2 separate regions of the Sus scrofa genome follow, and region 1 is linked to region 2. The links are chromatin contacts, called in public promoter capture Hi-C maps. All regions are on one chromosome and are shown on one strand. Each heading gives the region's core, a stretch centred on a gene start, on an enhancer-like site or on the middle of the called end of the contact. The rest is flanking DNA. Distances are from core to core; before and after follow the strand shown.

Evidence for each region. Promoter capture Hi-C pulls out the DNA fragments that hold promoters and counts their contacts.
Region 1: a promoter capture Hi-C map of liver shows a contact between it and region 2, with 7 times the contacts expected there. The contact joins the enhancer-like site here to the promoter of FLVCR2 in region 2. A contact is called at or near these places in 3 of 5 promoter capture datasets (fetal liver and liver), 19 of 47 Hi-C or Micro-C datasets (adipose tissue, alveolar macrophages, blood and 9 more) and 1 of 2 datasets of contacts at active chromatin or transcription factors (alveolar macrophages).

The regions. Positions count from the first base shown.
Region 1 is chr7:98,767,250-98,771,395 of Sscrofa11.1, forward strand. FLVCR2 (feline leukemia virus subgroup C cellular receptor family member 2) reads left to right here. Exons shown (of 11, transcript NM_001142840.1): 8 at 1-77; 9 at 244-355; 10 at 942-997; 11 at 3,334-4,146. The coding sequence ends at 3,402. Among named protein-coding and RNA genes, the nearest start is that of C7H14orf1, 50 kb to the right of the region's middle. Within about 2 kb of position 2,267, at least 2 of the 83 cell types and tissues checked have an H3K27ac peak or open chromatin away from gene starts, as enhancers often do. A contact at or near this core is called in fetal liver and liver, where this site is marked.
Region 2 is chr7:98,716,134-98,720,021 of Sscrofa11.1, forward strand. It overlaps FLVCR2 (feline leukemia virus subgroup C cellular receptor family member 2), which reads left to right and starts at 2,186. Exons shown (of 11, transcript NM_001142840.1): 1 at 2,186-2,798; 2 at 2,801-3,062. The coding sequence starts at 2,323.

The DNA of each region.
Region 1 (4,146 bases), core at 1,017-3,516, 51 kb after region 2:
GATTTGAGTTTGCCGTGGAGCTGACATACCCAGAATCAGAAGGCATGTCGTCCGGCCTCCTCAACGTGTCTGCCCAGGTGGGGCTCTGATTTCATTCAGGGGTGGCCCCAGAGCCGTGGCTCTTGGTTCCCTGCTGGGCTCAGATCGTTGCATCATGGCAGTGGGCCTGCATCATGGCGGCTTGGTTGCCCCATGGGCTGGTTGGCTGGGCGCTTGTTTCCCGTCTTCGCTGTGTCTCTGCAGATATTCGGGATCATCTTCACCATCTCCCAGGGCCAGATCATCGACACCTACGGAACCATGCCTGGCAACATCTTCCTGTGTGTGTTCCTCACGCTTGGAGTGGCCCTCACTGGTGAGCTGGGGCCTCAGGGCCCGGTGACGCTCTGACTGCTCACGGCTTTAGGCTGCTGGCAGCTTGGAACCCAGTGTCCTGACTGGTCCTACAGCTCAGGGGTACACATGCAGTGGGACAGAGGGGAGGGCTTGTGAGCAAGTCTGTTTTGGAGGCAGCAGCATATCTTAGTGGAAGGAGCCTGGGTTGTGGCCTGAGAAACCCTTGTTAGAATCCTGGACTGTGACACTGACCTCCAGAGCTGTTTGACCTTGGACTAGTGCACCAACTTGTGGGAGCCTCACTTTCCTAATCTTTTGGATGGGATTGCTGTGAGGTTTGGAGCAACGTGTGCAGACTCCCTGCAGATACCAGTGGTCTGGGAAGGAGGCCTGTGTCCTCACTGGCTTCTGCCTGTCAGGGACAGCAGGGACCTGCAGGCTCTTTCAGGTTGTCTGACGCAACCCCCACTTCCCTGGAAGATCTGAAGGGGGTGGGGTACCTGTGAGCCTTAGGAGGACAGGGCTCCCCCTCCTGGATGCACTTGACCCCTGGTCTGCTTGGTAACTGTCTCTGTTGCCCTTCCTTCTGCATCCCTGGACCTCAGCATTCATTAGGGCAGATCTCCGGAGGCAGAAGGCAAACAAAGAAACACCTGAGAATGTGAGTATGTGGGGGCTGCAGGGCTGAGCTCTGGTTCCCAGGTTTGCTGAGGATGTGGCAGCAGGGGTGGGGGTGGGGGCAGCTCCCAGAGTGACGGGTGTTGTGGTGGCTGTGGGTGGCAGCTCCACATCCTACACATGGAGACAAAGGGTTTCCTTGGGGCCTGTCTGAGCTCTGCTTTCCTGCTGGTGTTTCTTGGGCTCTTCTCCTGCTTCCTTCCCATCTCCTGGCCTTGCTGCTCTGGTCCCCAGAGCTTGTCACTGTTGTCACAATTTTCCTGATGCACACCCACCCCTGGATCCTGAGACAAGTCCTGATGCCCTGGCTCCTCTCTTCAGGCTGAAGCCTGAGGTCAGTGGCTGGAGAGGAGAGGTGGGTGCCTGAGGCAGTGGCTCTCCTGGCATGTGACAGCCCCTCAGGCAGTGCCAGGGGATGGAGGGAGCAGAGCCGGCGGGTTTCCAGCAGGCTCTAAAAGGGCACGTGAGGAAGCAGGAGATGATGGTGGTGGAAGGGGAGAGGCCCAGGAATATGACCTAGAACAGACAAGTGCTGCCCCTCTGCTCTGATGGGCTGGGAACCATGTTAACCAGAGTGTTAGGTGTCAAACCTGAACCAGCAGGAAACAAATTTCAAAGCTGAGAAAGAATAAAAATGGGATATTTCTTTATTCTTGAGGTGTGGGGGCTATTTCTTAGGAAACAAAACACCCAAAATCTGTTACAGAGTTAATACATGTTCAGTGTAGAAATACTGAAAAATACAGCAAGGTATACACAATTTAGAAGTCATCTTATAATAGCATCACCTCGAGATGAGATGTTGCTTTGATGCGTTGACTTATTTATGTCGATGTCCACATATAATGTATACGTGTGTGTATTACGTGTGTGTGTTTGTTAAAGAGAATTGGAATCTTACTCTACTTGTGTTTTTGCTTGCTGTGAATGTTTGTTCAGGTCATGAGTCTCTTACAACATGCTTTTAGTGACTACCCGGTGTTCTGTTGACTACACATGGATAAACAGGATTTGCTCAACAGTTCTCCTGTCGGGGAACACTGAAGTTGTTTCTTACGGTTGTTCTAAACGACACTGTGATTAACGTCCTGGAAGCTGAGTCTTTGGCATGTTCTCAGGTATGGTGTTACCTTGAGAACTGGATCAGTGGTCGAGCCCATTTTTCAGACGTTGATGTGTGTCGCCAGACCGTCCTCCAGGGAAAGGTGCTGTCAGGACGACTGGTGCGCGTTGCTCTCTCAGTGCAGGAGCCCGAGCCCTGAGTGCTCATCATTTTGCAAAAGCTGGGCCTCTTTTCTAAGGTGACAGTGGTCTATGTAGCGCTGTGAGGAGCTGTGTTGGCAGGTGGGTGCTGCCCTTTCGCTCCTCCCTGTTTGTCTTCTGCCCTTAGGCTCTGGGGTTGGCAGGCAGCAGCAGGGAGCAGGTGGAGGGAGGCGCCTGGGACAGGAGAGGCGGTGGGGGGACAGGGCAAGCCTGAGACAGGAGTGCTGTTCTCAGGGGCATGTGGGGGCCATGCAGCCCCCCACCCCACTCCGTGGAGATGGGCTTGCAGGTGGGCCGTGGATGAGGACCCGTGTGGTTTGGACACTTGGGGGACTGTACTGTGAGCCTGGGAAAAGGTGGCTGTGATCCTAGGATAGAGTTCTCTTGAACAGGGTTCAACTGGAACGTGACACATTGTGTCAAGGAATAGGAGATTTTGCTCTGTGTACTTGATAATCTGTGTTGCCCTGGGCAGATGCTGCCAGACAGAGGAACGTAGAGGTGGCCTGTAGTCCCAGCGCCCAGAGGTAACCCGGTACCATTGGGCCATTTCGCCGTGTGTGTCCTGGGGTACCCTTGTGCTCACTGGGTTTTCCACCCTGCTTGCTTCCTTAGGAGACTTGGCAACTTCTCAGCGACTCTGCATCCCCAGCCCCACATTGACATGCACACACTTCCACTTCCTCCTCTTTACTATTCAGCGTCCCCACATTTCATATCCTCCAGCCGGTTCCTTGTCCATGTGGACAAGGTCTTTTAACCCAGGTGGAAGGTGTTGCTCTGTCCCATCTGGGCCAGTGGCATGGCCCGTGGTGGCCGTGGCATCACAGAAAGCTGGCCTTTTTGTTCTGCCCTTGATGCCATTGTGAGGGTGTGTGTGTGCCTGGGGAACAAATGTGTGGCAGGGCTGGTGCCTCCCCTTGATCACTGTCGAGGACGCTGCTGAGTGCCTGGGAATCTGTCCCCCTCCCCGTATAGACTCTGGCAGGGCAATGCTCTGGTTGCGGGGAGTCCCTGCCCCTTCAGCCCAATAGCTGCCCCTTGTTTGCTTTATAGAAGCTCCAGGAGGAAGAGGAGAGCAAGACCAGCAAAGCCCCCACCCCTGTGTCCGAGGAGCATCTCTGAGAGAGAAAGGTGGTGGGACTCGGGCAACACCTGCTGCCACCTCCAGCCAGCCCCGCCCTCCTGGCCAGCACTGCGGGCTCCACTGGAGCAGCTTCTGGAGGGAATTTCGGGAATAACTGTGGCTTGGACGGCAGCCCCTCTGCCTCAGGGACCCCCCGCCCAGAGCTTGCGTGTCCACTTGGGGACAGTACCCTTTTCACCCAGTGCAGATGGGCGTCCCACCCCTCCCCCTTGGCTTCTGGGAGCTGGTGCTGGGAGAGGCCAAGAGAACCCAGGGCCAGTCCTGGCCTCCTGCCTTGCCTTCCCCTGGACGGGCCCTCGGGGAAAGCCTGCACAGTTATCATGGAGAGAAAGCTTATTCGGGAGATGAACATTTTCTAGTGTCTTAAGACTCTTAGGTGCCTCATTCTAAGGAGTGGCAGCTGCCCCGGGCAGGGGTCCCTCTTGGGCCATCAGACTGGCTGCTCCAGTTCTGTGGGAGAGAAAACACCCTCAGGACAAACCCCTCTGGACCCTGTGACCATGTTCTCCTGGCTCATGTTGGTGTCTGCCTCCAAATCTGTTTTTTCTAAGAGCTGATGAAACCAAACATCAATAAACTTGACAAAGCTGTGTTGTGACCTGAAGGAGAAGCCAAATTCAGAGAGTCGATCACCCTGGGATGTGAGGGTGCCTATGAGTAGCCCGCTTCAGGAACGAGAAGGTTCTTTGCTCCAGAAGCAGCCCTTGCCCGGCAACCTGTGT
Region 2 (3,888 bases), core at 936-3,435:
ATTGTCCTATGGGATTTTTATTCCTTAAAGTTGGGAGGGTACCAACGTGGGGTCCAGAGAGATGTGGTCTTCTCCCATTGGCCTTGCTCAGTTACCTATATCAGTCCTTGTCCAATAGGGTCCTAGGAGTGGAAATGTCCCATTAAGCCTCATAGTTTCTTTGCCCTGTCTTCCTGTAAACTGAGTCACAGGGGATTAGAGATTAATATCCGTACACTCCCCTATAGTAAACAAGGCCTGTGAGGATGTTACTCCCTGGAGCCCTTAAGCCACAAATGTTAATCAATGGCCATATCAAAGGAGGCATCCAAGCCCATGCTCCTACACTGACTACCTGAGTTAATATTCTGCCTCAACAGCAACGCAGGATCTGAGCGGAGTCTATGACAGCTCACGGCAAAGCCGGATTCTTAATCCACTGAGCAAGGCCAGGGACTGAACCCGCATCCTCATGGATACTAGTTGAATTCTGCTGTGCCACAACAGGAACTCCCAGAACTTTCAATTCTTCATTTTTGGTCACAGGGTGGAAAAAAAAGACAGGAAAGCTGTGGCACCCAGTGGCTCTTTAATGTGCAAACAAAGGAATCTCCTGGAGGCCTTTTAAAATGCAGCCTCCAATTCCATAGGTTCAGGGAGGGCCTGGGCTTCTGCCTCTGTAACAAGCCCCAGAGGATGCTTGCCCTGCAGTCCCCAGACTGTGCTTGACTAGCTAGACTGTAACTTGAAAAAACAGACTTGCATGAGAATTATGCCTCTTTAGGTCAGCTGCGACCTTAAGTAAAAACTTATCTCACCTCTATGAGAGTCAGTTTTCCCATCTAAAAAGTTTGGGCAGGCAAAAGCACTTACATTACCGAATTCTTGTGAGTAATACAGTAAACATGTTTAGCACAATACAAATATTCACTTTTTAATTGTCAGGATATCTGACACCCCTGGAATGCTTACTATCTGCCAGGAATTTTCCAAGTGCTTTCAAGTCTTAACTCATTCAAGCCTGAAAACAACACTGTGAGGTCGGTACTATTATTTCATCCTCCCATTTTATAGATTTTCCAAGAAACTGAGGCACAGGGAGGTGGAGTATCTTATTTTACAGAATACACCTAGGAGTAGCTAATCGCGTGTTTGAACCCACAGAGGATCTGGGCTCTGATCCCTCCCCAGTCTGAAATAAAAAGAGGGCAAGCCTGACGTGCAGCCCCTGATAAGAGATTACTCTTCGCAGCGGGCTGTGGACCAGCAGGTGGCAGCCTAGGGCTACGTGGGTGCAGAGACCACAACCTAAGCCCGGAACCCGTGCTGTGCCAGGCATTTCACCGCACCACTGCCATGGTCTTCAAGGTCTCCGGCTCCCCAGCCCTTCTACCCACAGGTCTTCGCCCAGGAGGTCGCCCAGGGATCCTCCAGAAATGAAGAGCCTGCGGAACAGGTTCAAATCTGAGTTCCCCAATATAAGACCCGGTCCGCAGGGAAAGCTAGCAGCAAAGCGAGTTTCCGCAACTTGCCTTTACCCGGGAGCGCAACTAGCCCGGGAAATCCACACATCGCTCTTTATACCCAAAGTCTAGCAAGGGCTGGGGAGCCCAGCCAAGTCGGAAAAAGTTGGGAATCCCTCTTGGATCCCATAGAGCAGATTGAGGGCTCTGGGCATCCGTGTGCGCAGGGAGGAGACTCTATATTTGCAGGATTACCTCGGAAGGGCGATGGGCATTTTCTTGCGGAGCGGCCTGGGAGGGGACAAATGAATTTGAGGGACAGTGCACGGGTGGGGGTTAACCGGGCGGTTTCCATGGTGCCCGGGGCGTGGGGGAGGAATGCACCCGCAAGCGGTGGCGAAACAACTATACCGCCCGGCCAGCTGCCGCAGAAGGCGGGAGGCTTTGCGGGTGGGGTGGGGGGTGGGTAGGGGGGTGGGGGAAGCCCGGCGGGACGGGGGCGGGGCGGTCACGTGCGCCGGAGGGGGCGAGGCCCCGAGCCGGCCCGGGAGCGAACCGAGTCCGGCGAAGAGGCTGCGCCTGAAGAACTGTTTCCTGGACGGAGAGGTTGAACCTCCGCAGGACGCCTGGGGAGGACTCAAGACACCGGCGGCCAGGACCGCAGTCAGTGACAGACGACGCCGAGGAAACGTGGGAGCAGAGCTTGGGGGTGAGCGAAGGCGCCCCTCTGACGGCTTTTACACAGGCTCGGAACTCCGTTTATTCTGGGGCGGGCTGGGGCAAGTGCCACGTCAGCTCTAGGTGACCGGACGAGGCCACTGTCTCTTAAGTTGTCTAGAGTCCTCAGCACTTGTCTAGGACGCCAGGAGAGGCTGTGGTCATGGTGAATGAAGATCCTAGCCACGAAGGGCTCGATGGCGCGCCGTCGCAGACTTCTGCACTCCAGGAGAACCCCAACCTCGCTGCCCAACCCAGCGTCTCCGGCCACCCCAGCATCTCCGCCCACCCCAGCTTCTCAGCCCATGCTAGCACCTCCGCGCATCCCAGCGTCTCGATCCATCCCAGTGTCTCTGTGTACCCCAGTAGTTCAGCCCACCCCAGTACCTTGGCTCAACCCAGTGGCTTGGTCCAACCCAGTAGCTCGGGCCAACCCAGTAGCTCCGGCCCTGAGGACCTTAGCGTGATCAAGGTGAGCAAGCGCCGGTGGGCAGTGGTCCTGCTGTTTAGCTGCTACTCCATGTGCAACGCCTTCCAGTGGATCCAGTATGGCTCCATCAACAACATCTTCATGAACTTCTACGGGGTCAGTGCCTTTGCCATCGACTGGCTCTCCATGTGCTACATGCTGACATACATCCTCTGCTGCTGCCTGTGGCCTGGCTCCTGGAGAAATTCGGGCTGCGCACCATAGCCCTCACCGGCTCTGCTCTCAACTGCCTGGGGGCCTGGGTGAAGCTGGGCAGCCTCAAGCCCCATCTCTTCCCGGTCACCGTGCTGGGCCAGGTCATCTGCTCCGTAGCCCAGGTCTTCATCCTGGGCATGCCCTCCCGCATCGCCTCCGTGTGGTTCGGGGCTAATGAGGTGTCCACGGCCTGCTCCATCGCTGTCTTTGGCAACCAGGTGGGCAGGGGGCTTTGTGGTTGACCGGGGGGATGGGCGTCCCTGTGGGACTGGCCGTGTTGGTGGTAGCGAACTGCCCGCCTGAGTGGAGACTGTGGTTTTCAGATGTCAATGGTGTTTGTGACCCTGGGCGACTGTAGCTGGGTGTGACAGTGTGAGTGAGTGATTGTGACTGGGTGACTGTGTCAGAGTGGTGGGGAAGCAAAAGGAGGGGCCTTTTCTGTCACCTGCATGTTCTCCTTCCCCAGCAGCCAGTGTGCTTTGGGAACACACACTGGTTTGTGGTCTCCTTCCTCAACCTCCTTCACCAGCCCGGACCTGTGCCTTCAGGAGAGCTCTTCTTTCAGGGAGCAGTCCCGGGGTGTCAGACTATTCTGTGTCATCAGAAGTTGGCAGGTGGCTTTCGCCAGGTTTCCTGAAGCATAGGATCTCCTGCTTGCATGGAAAGGCAGAGCGGGCCCTGGTTGACCTTTGACGCCGCTCTCACCTTTTATACACACCTGAAGCCAGGATGGTGGGGGCAGTGCTTTGTGCCAACTCCTTCCCTGGGGGTTAGAGCCAAGTGCAGCAGAATGGAGTTGAATTCTTGCTCTGAATTTCCAAGGCCTAGAATGTTTGGAAGGGCCTGGAAAGCTCCTTTCTTAACCATTTGTCTTCTTTTTGGAGGGAGAATCTCAGATTCTTTGCATTTCCACATGGATATGACTCAGAAAGGTGGCCATGTTGTAGATCTGGGTGCCTTCTTCAAATGTTTGAAGCAGCTATTTATGGCATGTTTCTTTATCTGGATCACTGCCTGGGGTCTCCCTCTTTTCCAAGTATGTGC